2 separate regions of the Gossypium hirsutum genome follow, and region 2 is linked to region 1. A link is a contact called in public Hi-C data. All regions are on one chromosome and are shown on one strand. The core of a region is the stretch at or near the end of the contact, and the rest is flanking DNA. Distances in the headings are between cores, read along the strand shown.

Region 1 (6,439 bases), core at 2,934-5,433:
ACATAACTCAACTTTAAACAACTCTCATCAACTTCTTAATTATTTAGAGTTAGATTTTTCAGTTGCTAACAATTTTTTAGCCATTTTCTAAAAAAAAAACATTTTTTTTCTCCATTATCCCTACAGTGGTTGTTGGCCGACAGTTTTCTTGCAAGAGTACATATACGATTTTGATTAATAATGCAGCAATTCTTGCTATTAGTTATAAGGTACACATTATAAAATTTTTTTTAAAGTGTCATTATCCATTTTAACATATGAAACTAGTTTTATTTAAGTTGATTTTCACTTTCTCTAATCAGATGTTAATATTATAAATAATTCTTTGAACTAAAAAAGTTTGGTAAAAAGAACCTAACGATGAGCTTAAAATGATAGAAAGAAAAATAATGATAACTTGAATGTTTTTCTTTTTCCTTTTTTTTTTCTTGAAAAATCTAAAAAAGAAAAAAGAAAAAAGAAAAACAAGCTATTTGAAGAATCAATGATGTGGGTGTTTTTTTATCCCTAGGAAACTAAGCAGCTGCCATATAATGTGGGTCCATATAACAAAAGACAAGTGCTAGCTATTCAGGGAATCAATCATAAAGAAAGTCATAAAAACACATTTATTATATAAAGAGAATAAAAAAGGATATATAGGTTATGAGAAGTAATATAACCTAGGTAGGAAGAGGAGGGATAAGCATGGAGAAATTCATATTTTCATAAGTAGGGCCCCTTGTCATGTTGTTGGGGGTCACTATTCACACATATATTTTGTCTTTTCTCTCTTGCAACTCTTTGTAGTGCTTTACTTTGAACTACCCTTCTTTTTTTCTTTTTTATTTTCCTTTACCCAATAGTATCCAGGAGATTGCCAAAATGGCATTGGTTGGAAAAAAGGGAATTTAAAGCATAAGAAAAAAATAGTCAAAAGCTCTCATCAATTTTTCCTTATCTAAGATTCTGTTTTTCGTGGTGGTGTGTGATAGGGTAAGTGGGAATCAAAAAGGTTTGAACTTAAAGCTGCTTTGGTTCATTATGATTAACTTTTCTCAATATCATTTTCAGTTAGATGTATATGTGCACCAGCAAGCACCTTTCAGTTCTCCACAAAGTATATTCAACAAAAGCAATGTGAAATAGTGATTTCTCAGCAAATGGAAGCGGTTGAAACTAAAAGAGGGTATGGACCCTTTGGTATCATATGTGAGAGGGGAATGGGATTGAAAACCACAGTATCTTCATGCCTACTTAATTTTGCTTTCTTATACTAACCACTTCATAATCAAGGATCTAAAAGCCCTAAATCCCAAAAAAATACAAAGATGGCATTATATTGATGGATAATAATAGATAGTTGTCGAAATCCAGCAATTAATAAGGAGACTAGAGACACAATCTCATTTAACTAATGACGCATGCTCAACACGTTGATACTTGTGTACTCTCAAGAACGATGATTTTAAGAGTGTGCTTTGAGTAAAAAAGTAGAGGGTTGGGAGGAGAGTAGAAGAGTGAAAAAGAAATTAAAATGAATTTTTAATATGATTTGTTAAGAAAAAAAGTGAGAGGAAAGAAAATAAAAAAAAAAGTATTTTTTTATTTTAATGTATAAAAATTAATTCTTTCAAATTAGAATGATGAGAGAGATGTGTATTTAATTTAATATTATATATTTTAAAATGTTTTATTTTTTTTCTTCCATTTTTCAAGTTTATGACAAAAATAGAAAAACAATTTTCTTTTTAGTTTTTCCTTCTCCCCTACAAATATACCTATGAAATGAAATCTTATATTTTCATCCTACCAAGCAAAGCAAGAGAGGGAGGGAGCACAGACATCATCATTACTCAGGCTAAATATTCTCTTAAGCTCTCAACACCTTTCTCTTACCGACTTAAAGCATCAGAGACGCTTCATGGTTCTTCCTTGCATGTCCTAAGCTCTCACAAGCCCAAACCCATCTTCAATCCATCTTCTTCCCAAGAAAACTCTAACATGCTTCTTAGAAAAGGCCAGGAAGAATATGCTTTTGGATTGAGGTTGGAAAGGGAATCAATTAAAGGGGTATATAATGAGACTTTGTTTCCAACCAAAAGTAGATCGTTAATGAACCTTCATGGTCAAGAATCTGAGAGTATATATAAACAGTTTACACCCATTATAGATATCAGCTTTTTTATCAGTTAAAGGTGTTAACTCTCTTTTTATCACTAAAAGTTGAAAGTGTAACAAAGTTAAAATTTAGAAAGTAAGGCCGCCACTTGCTTCATTTCAATTAGATCAAGGGTTATTACATTACATGATTACAACTTACAAGCTGGGGGGTTACAATGCAATAGAAGAAGTTCCATCCAGATTATTTAATTTCCCTAACAAATGTGAGCAGTAAGCTTTTTCCGACGCCGATACAAAGGGGTAGAGTTACAGAATCTGATCTGAGTACCAATTGCATGCGAAAGAATCACTAATGAAAACATAAAACCCAAGTCTGTTCTTTTAAGCTGGCCTGTTTCTTTTATGGCCACCTTTGCTGCCATCTGAATATTTCATAGCACCACCACCACCACTGGAGTCACCACCCTCAGAGGAGGCAATATCCGTGGATTTGGTGAAGGAAGTTGAAAGATCTGCGTAAAGGTCAACCACTCTCCTTATGTTGTTGTTGAGCTCCTTAATCAGACCAACATTCCTTCCCAAGTTGTCAGGGATCTTGGACTCATGGTTCTGGTTTACCTCATTGATTAGCAGCCTATTTTGGTCCAATATATTCTGAACCTGAACAAAGCTCTTTTGAAATGTCTGCACCACCTTCCCATCTATCTGACCACCACCATTGCCAAGCCTCAATGTGTCACCCTCCATTTTATTTTTTACTTTTGGGCCTTACTTTGTGGAAACTCGCAGTTCTATCAAATCGAAAACTTACAACAAAGAAAGGAAAGAATATGATAGGGAAACAATATATGAGACGGCAGTAGTTAGAAACTTAATATACATCGATGATGTATTGTTTTTACTAATAAAATAGCCATAATCATACATAGTTAAATATAGCAAAAAGAAAAAGAAAAAAACAAGAATTGTTTAAGGTGTAAGAGACAAAGGCCTGCAGTAGAAATCATGTCCATCACCATGCATGCTACTTTCAGTTCTTTCATAGAAAGATCAATAAACAAAACATGAAAAATAATAGTTGATATTATTGTTTATCTTTTTTACTATTATTATTACTTATGATGAGATGTGAAAAAGCAGATCCATTTCCATAAAAGGGAAACTTTTTTTAATGTACTCAGAAAATACCCAACTAAAACATGGAGTTGCAAGGAAGCATCTCAAACACACCCAAAATTTGTTATTAAAAAAGAAAACTAGTCAATGATGCAGATAAGATTACTCTCATAGTTAGTACTATGCTGCAGAGAGACAGCATTATTAATCTTTTTAACAGCAAAAATGACAATGAGAAATATATATAGATATATAAAACAAATACAGAAAAACATTAAATTTATTTATAAAAAGTAAATTAAAATTAAGAAAAAAAGAGAGAAAAAAAAGATTTTGCATCAAATTCAAGGAATAAGAAGCATACAACCCCATCACTCACTCAGCTAAACAAGATTTAAAAAAAAAAGGAAAAAGAAAAAAAGTGTTAAATAAAAAAACAAGAAGTTATCTTGGTAAGATCCAAGTGTTTTACAAAGAAATATAATAAATTAAGAAAACCCATCAGCTGAAAATGAAAAAAAGAAATCAATAAATTAACTACACAAGACAAAGATAGAAATATTATTACATGTTTTTATTTTCTTTGAAATCATTTGCTATAGAAGACATAAATAAAAATTCAAGTACATCAATGATATAGTAATTACTTTTGCATATACACGTACCTTGTTGGAGCATTATATTCTGGGAAGCAGACACAGGTTGAATGAAGGAAAAAAGATGGGCGATTAAACCGTACTCAGGAGGAAGCAAGAAAGAAAATGAATTATTTGAGAGAGAGGGGGGGGGGAATATGTAGCTTAAATATTTTTAGTTCCATATTTGCTATATGTAGAAGGTACAGTATTGTTGGAATAAAAATTAAAATAATGATGAGATAGTAAGTAATTATTAAGAAGAGTTTAGGGGATAAAAGAAAAACCGTGGGGGATGAGATTGGATTGGATTGGATTGGATTGGATTGGTGTCTGGGTGTAATACTCAGATCCGGGGGCATGATGAGTGATTCGAGCTGGTGTTCATGAGTCGCCACGTGGCATATGGACATTGATGGAAAATCCCAATCTACCGATGAAGGGGGTCCCTCAATCCAAGATATCTTATAACATTCCTGGAAAAAATAAAATAAAAATAAGAGCTTGATGTTGATTATTATTTTTATTTAGTATTGCAGAAGGAATATTTTGAATGTCATTTTCAGCTTTTAATAAATAAAATGGATTGGTGACAATGATGAATTTAGTTTTTGATTTTTGTGAAGAATGTTACTACTACCATGTTTTTAAACCAAAACTGGAAATCTTATCAATTACGCACTTTTGATTTTCCATCTTTTTAATTACCATGATTATAGTTTTATTGTTTGTTTAAATGTGTTCTTTGTCTGCTAATTTGGGTCTTTTGTTTTGTAAATTACAACCTTAGCCTCTACTTCTTCCAAACAGGATTGCTAAAAAAGATTGAGCTATTTAATAACTAATCAGTCAACATGAGTGAAATTATAATCGATTTGATTTAAACAAAATTTTATCTTAACATCTCAACTTTGTTATTCATTATTATTTTTTAATTTCTTCTTCAAAACTCATGTTCCATACACAATTATTATTATTATTATTTACCTTCAACACAAATTTATGATGTGTGTTGAAGGACATGTTAGCTCTGGTTTTTTTTTTTAATGTTGGATGAGAATGAAAAATTAGATTAAAATGATTAATATTGTATTGATGGGTACATAGTTTTTCAACCCAATTTCATACTATTTCGATGTACTATTTTGAATTTATTATAAATACAGATTAAATTATTAATTACTATAAATGGTAAAAGAATAATTTAATATATTTTAAGCATGAATTCATGCATCAGTTAATGCATAATATTTCAAATGATGTGATCAAAATTAAACCGATACAATCAATACAAATACTTTTTTTTAAAATAATTGACTCTTAATTTAAGATAAATTATAAAAATAGTCATTTTTGTTTGTCTTAGATTACATTTTAGTCACTTACGCTATTATTTTGTTACGAAGTTGTCACTCTACCGTTAAGTTCTGTTACCTCCCTAATGGCGGTCTTATGTGGCAGTCTAATTGAGTTTTAAATACCAACTTAGATATCCTATGTGGCAGTCTAAATAAAATTTATTTAATTAAAAACTTATTTTCATATTAGCAACTAAACATTTAAAATCTATTTGGATTGCCACTTAAGACTACCGTTAGAGAGATAACGAAACTTAACGATAAAGTGACCGTTTCGTAACAAAATGATAACGTAAATAACTAAAACATAACATTTTAAACATAAATAAATAAAAATAAAAATCACCATTTTATAATTTACTATTTAATTTATTACTAAAACTAGACGCATAAGCTAATTCCACCTAAACAGCAGAAGCCATCACTCAATATCCAAATTAAAATCCTGTCACAGTAAAATCTTGGGAACAGCTGTTTGGAGCGAATCAAAGATAAGACACGTGTTGGTTAAAGGTGGGGAGATGTAGAGGTTCGGGTGTGATTGCCGAGCCAGGAGCTGATAAGATTAAGAACAGGAGGAGATCACGCCTCAATAGGGAGTTGTAGGTAAAAGAGAAAATGAGGGTGAGACAGTGTAGAAACGAAATCCGAGGCTGATATTTTTTGGCCACAATTACTCCCTCTTCTTACCTACATGTATTTCAACTTTTTTCTTTATAATAATCTTAACAGTGGAGATGAAATCATTGGTAGTAGATACTGTTTTGGAACCATTCGTATTAATGGGAATAATAAATTTTAGATTTTATTTTAGTACAAATTTTGATCGATATTGATTGTATAGGTTGATTTTATCCGTACAAATCAAAATATAATATACCAATCCATCCATACCCAAAAAAAATGTTAATTTCAAAATATATTTTAAATTTTATTATTTATTTGTAAAAAATAAATTTAAATTTAAATTTTCTATTTTTGTTTTGAATTTGTTGATTTATGAATTATTAGATGCATAGTATGCGATGATACTGATGAGTTGTATTTTTGAAACTTATGAAAAATATTTTATATAATTGATAAGTATTTTTATCTTAAAATTTAATTATTGTGAGATTTGAACTCATGCCATTAATATTTTTTTTTAAATTCTTTACCACTTCAACCAATATTTTATTTTTGATTAGTAATATTTTAGATTTATTTAACTTCATTATTTGATATTTG
Region 2 (6,439 bases), core at 1,017-3,516, 70 kb after region 1:
GGTAATGAGGAGGCTTGGATGGCAAAGGAGGTTGAATGTTGAGGAGTTCTTAGGGTTGCTAAAAGGATTAAAGGAACAGTCCCCCCCTTCACCGTTCTACAAGGTACTCATAGGGAAGAAGGTCTTGTACTCAGCGAGGCCACGCCACCAAAAGATTCGGGGCATAGTGATCGCATGGCCAGCCAAGTGGCAAGGCTGTTGTACATGGATTGTCCTCATGCATGGCACTGTTCTAACATTCTCTTAAATGTGGTAGTATGAGGTTGTTAAGCTTAGTTGTCCCTTGGTGGTCCCCTCTAGAGGAGAGTGCATACTTACTAAAAGTGGGTGACCAAGAAGATGAGATGCCTAGGTGGTTGGTCACTCAGTGACCAGCTAGGTGATAGAGGATTGTCTGAGCACTTAGGTGGAGAATATGCCAAGTGTTGTAGGCTGGAAAGTAAGCATAAGGTCATCCACAAATGTCTCTCAGGTATCCTCTCATGATACCACATATTGTCAAATGAGGATATAACAATTTTAAAGTGAATTATTAAACTACAAATCATGTGAATTAAAAAAAATCATCATAAATAAAACGAGCAACTTTCTAATTTCACATCAAATTAAGTTGGTCAAAAAGTTTAAAAGTACTTAAACCAAACATTATTTGGTTTGAGTTAAAAAACCAACTTATTTATATTCAACATTGAAAATTTCAAAAGATAAAGATTTTTGAAAAAAATAGAAAGAAGGGAAAATATGTGTAAAAACATAATAGAAAAATATATAAGCAGAAACAAATAACAACATTATCATTTCTAAATCCTAATTGAATATTAACATTATCTTTATATTATATCATCTCAAACAATAACCAACAACATTTATATGCTTTTACATTTTAGTTTATATGACTAATCACATCTCTGAGTTTTATTTCAATGAAATATTTTATTTTCCGATAAGTAAATGTATGTCTTTGAAACGCTATAATTTTAATCATAATTGATTTAATAAGTTAGATTCGATTTGATACAAGCAAAGATGCGGATAAAGTGGTATTGTAAGGGTTTCCAAGAGTTGTCGCTGTCAGAGTGATAGATATTATATCATTAAATATACAGCTTGCAGATTAGCCCCACATAATAGGGCTCAATGGGATGCAATTGAACAAACTGACAAATTTAAACAATGATGTGCATGTGCTTTGTATCCTTAATTCTTATCTTAATTTTACAACAACACAATATTAACCAGCTTTGAGCCCAAGTTCTGGTGAGATGATGATGATGATGATGATGATAAAATTGCTGTTGTGATCACTTTATTTCTTCCTCGTATCTTAATTGATGTTAATTTTTTTTATAGATTAAATGACATTAATTTTATATACATTACAATAGGATTCAAAAGATCATATATAATCATCTCATTTTTCATATATAATTATAATTATAATTAATATACTTATAAATAAATTATTAAAGTAAATATAATAGTCTTCTACTACTTCATTCTTAAGAAAAACAATAGATTTTTTAAATTAGACTTAAATTTTATTTAGAAAAAAAAGGAATAAATTGATTAAAATAATTTAAAAACAGTAAATTGGTCTAAAATTTAATATTATGCCCGTGCTCTAACATTACTAATAGAATAGGTGGTAATGAAATTACACCTTATTCTATGACGTCTTGACACTACTTGAGAATACAAGATTATGAAATGATTATAATTTTAGAATCGAAACAATGTAATCACATTCCAAACCATAACATTACGAGTCATAATATAAGAATTGACCAACCAAACACTCCTTTATAAATTTAAAAATAATAATAAAATAAAAAATCATTTAAAAGAAATAACTACTCCCTACTTTTTTTCATAACAATTATGTACATTTTTTTACTATCCTATCAATAATTATTATATTATTTTTATTTTATCACTAATGCGGATTGGTTCAACTAAAAATTTTAATTACTCTTTATCTCACGCTATATGCTTAAAAAATTAAATTCAATAATAATTAAGTTGATTGAAGCTTAATTAGATTATTATTGCAACAATTAAGAATATGTGCACATACTAGCATTCATTTTAAGGGTCTGAAGAGGGTTGTGGGTTATACGGAATTGTATAAAAAAAAAAACAATGATGAAATGGATTGAAGTTGGATGCAACATCTGCATAAATTGAAATTGGCCCATGGCTAAAGTAACAACCAAGTTTGTATTAGGGCTAAGTGCGCAACAAATAAGAAGTATATTTGGGCTAGGTTAAGCACACAAAGGTCCATAATTTACAATACATTTTAATGGCCTGCTCTATTCATTATCCGAATGTTCAACATAAAAAGAAAGTTTGCTCCCCTCGATGGGATCCCAAACCTTTTTCCTGTAAGCAATGGAAACTGGTTAATAAATGAAACGGTGATTGAAAGATCTCAGTGAAAGCAAAAACAAGAAAAGAACGGTAAAAGTGGGATCCAACTGACAAAAATCATCATCGGCCCAGATTGAGATGGTGACATTGCATGATTCTTAACAACGTACTTTCATAACTCATAGTACACTAGCTACTTTCTGAACCCTAAACCCTTCACTCCAATTATGTAAAGATCCTAATGAACAAAAAAGAAAACAAAAATTTTTGGAAAGATCCAAAGTGTTTTCCGCACATAAGATTTAAACCATACGGAACTTACCCAATCCTTCTATCTTCTGCACTTGCACATGATGCTTTGCCCGTCAGTCTGCTGAAAAAATATATGAAATAAATTTGGGACTCTGCCTATCTGATGGCATTCATGTTTGCCATATGATATCTCTGCATCTTCCCTTTAAGAGCTTTGTACCAACACATCTTGTGTTAAACTAATATTGTGTATGGAGTATACACCATCCAAATCTAATTTACTACCACCTTACTTGCTTTTCATACGTTTTAAAGCCTTTATTTAACAACCCCATAGCTGAAAGTTGTGGGTTTAAGCACTTAAATGTAATATGATTTAAGGTTTAGAATTGTGTATTTATTTATGTCCTTAAGTTGATTTTAGAATCAATTGATGATGAATTTAGTTGGAAAATTATTAAAATATTTTTTTTTGTATGTACAAAATAAATTATATTATCACGGTGGTGTTTTTGTTTATTTTTATTTAAAATAAATATATTTAATTATAATAAAATTTGAATTTATGACAATATATTTTAAACATTTGATTTTACTATTCAAATCAAAAATTTATTTAATATTTTATAAATATATTTATTACATAATTTTTTTCTCACCCGATATATAACAAATTAAACATTATTTAGTGAGCCAAATTTGTGATGCAATAAAGTTTAAGATTGGTAGACTAGAACATGAATTTTTGAAATTCGAACGCAATTGTTTTGAATTATTATTTGTTTAATAAATGTTTTGATTTAAATTTACTTATAAAATAGTATTGATATTATTACCCGTGTAGGAGAATGCGGGTTCAAATATACTAAAGCGCATTATCCTCCTATTTAAAGGCTGTAGAAAAATTATGGGTAATTCTAAGCATTGTATCAAAAAGAACAAATATGATAAGAACTTATAATAAGATTAATATTAAGAAAATTACTTATAAATAATTAAATATATATTTTATTTCTAAAAAATAATTGTAGGAGATTTTGAGTAATAGAGATTTGGGCAAAGCTTGGATTGGAGGAGGGGGAAAAGAGGTGAGAGTAGGAGTAAAAAGATTAAAAGGCTGCAAAGCTTTTTAAATTAAAAAACAAAAGGGTTTTGGCAGTAAACAAATAAAGTAAAATGGTCAGAATAATTTCACGATAATAATAATAAAAGCCAAAATACTTGAGGATGCTTTATTAGGTGAAAGTGATTTGTCCATTTACCTGCTTGCGGGCTGGGACGGCGTCAAAAGGTTAGGCAGGGCCGTGCCCCCTTTAAATGGTATTTTCTTCTTTTTCTTTTTTTTGGTTTTAGTCCCTAATTAATTAATATAATAATAAACTTGCACTTGTTTCAAAAAAAAAAAAAACTTGCACTATTACTTTATTTAATCCTTCTAAAATTTCTGAAATTATAAGTTTGACACATTTAAAATAAAATTACAATTCAACTCAGTTGATGAATTAATGTAGAATTATACTAAAAATATTTATTCCAGACTTTAAACATTTTAATCTATGGAATATAATGTGGTTAGTATACAAAATGCTGGGAATTGTTTAAAGTATCACAACACTAAATTGAATTTTCTTAATGGAGTAGTAGGTGAAATCACGTCATGTGCCCCCATTTGAACTATGGGTACAACAAATAGGCTGCTGGATTCTCTTCGTTAATACAAATACAAATACCTTTTCTTTTTTCTTTTTTTTTCTATATTTCACGTGTAGGAATAGGATAGTCTCATTTTTTAATCTCAAACTTGAATCGCCGCCCTACTTGCGGAACAATAATACTAATTGCTAATTGGTAGAGGATTATGGTTAGAAACATTTGGGTTTAAGGCAAGCCAGATAATGGGGATAATAAGAAAGAGGATGGTTACAACACTGCACTCCTCTGTCAAATAAATAAGGACCTTTTAACTTAAGGGTAAATACTATCTAACACCACCAACCACAGAGAGAGAGCCTTGTATTTTTTGTGGTACTTCCATTTTCCAAAGTACACCGTATTTTGAGCAATCAAAGTCTGATTCCATTTGTTAGTAAACATTTGGGATTCCTTTTACTGCAGTTTTTTTGTGATTCAACATGTATGAATGCCAGAATCCTCCTCCACCTCAACTTAGATTCTTTAGCCAATCTCCACCACTATTTTGCTAGAAGTGACGTTCTATTCCTCAACATTCACCACCCCTAAACCTCCTTTCTTTTTACCTCACTTTTTCATCACCTTCCCAACGGATTTTACTTCTAATCATTTCAATATTTGCTAAGAATCCTTTACCAACCAAAAAACTGACATCTAGTAGATTGTTAGTGCTTGCTTAACGCCCCGTTATCATGATCTCAACTCATCTCTTATGGATCACATCATCATTGCAAGACTCGAAAAGCATAACACTTTAATATGTATATATATAGCAATGACTCCTTCATGACATGTACTTAGGTGTTCAATTATATTGTACATATTTTAGTTTTATTATTCGAGGGTTTTGATGTTGAATGCTATTAAATTGGCCTTGCCATGGTTAAATGAATGCTTAACATTGAGATGCAAACATGCACTATAACTACTTTGAATATATTTCCTTACTGTTTGAACATGATTGTTTTTCGGATGAATATGTGGTCATTGTACGGTCTCAGGGGACTTTAAAGCTTTAAAGTGATGTGCCGTATGTCGGTAATGTATGAGTGCGTTTTAGAATGGTTTACAAGTGGGGTATAATATTTGGTTTATTGCCCCCAAATCTTGAGATAAATAAGTTTGAAAGCTCAGTTTTTATTTCAGATATCTAAAATTTGAAGACATGAATTTTATATCTTGAGACATAAAAATTTAAATATATATATATATAGTGGATAAGGCCAATGTCTCAATACATACAAGTCTTGTTTTGAGACATGCCTTATTGCACTTATATAACTTGTATTTTTTATCGTTTTGAGTCACCGGAAATTCATTGAATGCATTTTGTTGAATTGTACACTAGATTATACACTGAATGAATATTAACAAATCACTTGATTCATAAGCAGAAACGATACATGTATTTATACAAGCTGACATGAGCTGTAACTACCCTAACTGACTAACTGCTGACTTAACTACTAACAACTTACTTTCTTTATAATACTCTAACATTTTCCTGGTCCTTTTAACCTATTGAATATCTAGACATTACATCTTTTGTTGTGAGTCGAAGAGCATGTCGAAAACCTTTGAATGGCTTGGGTGGAATAGGTTTTGTGAGGACATCGACAATCTGATTAGCTGATGGAACAAAGTTGACCTGTAGGGAGCCATCAAGAACTCTCTCTCGAACAAAATGGTGGTCAATCTCCACATGTTTAACTTTTGCATGGTGAGTTGGATTGGCCGACATGGAAACAGTGGACGTATTATCACACAAGACTATTGGTGGTTGATCTACATGAACTCCAATTTCTTCAAGTAGTTGACGTACCCATAAGAGTTCAGACACACAGTTGGCTAGGCTACGATACTCAGCTTCTGAGGACGACCTGGACACAACAGACTGCTTCTTGGAGCACCAAGCGATAGGGTTCGGCCCAAGGTACACAACATAACCTGTGGTGGACCGTCTATCTTCAACAGAGGAATCCCAGTCAGCATCGGAGTAGCCCACTAGCTTGAATTGACCTGTGGAGAAACACAACCCATACTCCATGGTTCCAGCTAGATATCGAAGGACACGTTTAACTGCCTTCCAGTGAGCTCCACTAGGTAAGTTCATGTATTGGCTTAG

What was found. A called contact is a pair of places that touch in the nucleus more often than the background predicts.
Region 2: a contact with region 1 is called in a Hi-C map of leaf, with 2.9 times the contacts expected there. The contact joins the enhancer-like site here to the promoter of LOC107901073 in region 1. A contact is called at or near these places in 20 of 34 Hi-C or Micro-C datasets (anther, callus, hypocotyl and 4 more).

The regions. Positions count from the first base shown.
Region 1 is chrD06:14,364,705-14,371,143 of Gossypium_hirsutum_v2.1, forward strand. It overlaps LOC107901073 (protein ELF4-LIKE 3), which reads right to left and starts at 4,184. Exons shown (of 2, transcript XM_016826920.2): 1 at 3,885-4,184; 2 at 2,229-2,894. The coding sequence starts at 2,850. The coding sequence ends at 2,485.
Region 2 is chrD06:14,436,630-14,443,068 of Gossypium_hirsutum_v2.1, forward strand. No RefSeq gene overlaps it. Among protein-coding and RNA genes, the nearest start is that of LOC107901072, 8.7 kb to the right of the region's middle. Within about 2 kb of position 2,267, at least 8 of the 9 cell types and tissues checked have an H3K27ac peak or open chromatin away from gene starts, as enhancers often do. A contact at or near this core is called in hypocotyl, leaf and stem, where this site is marked.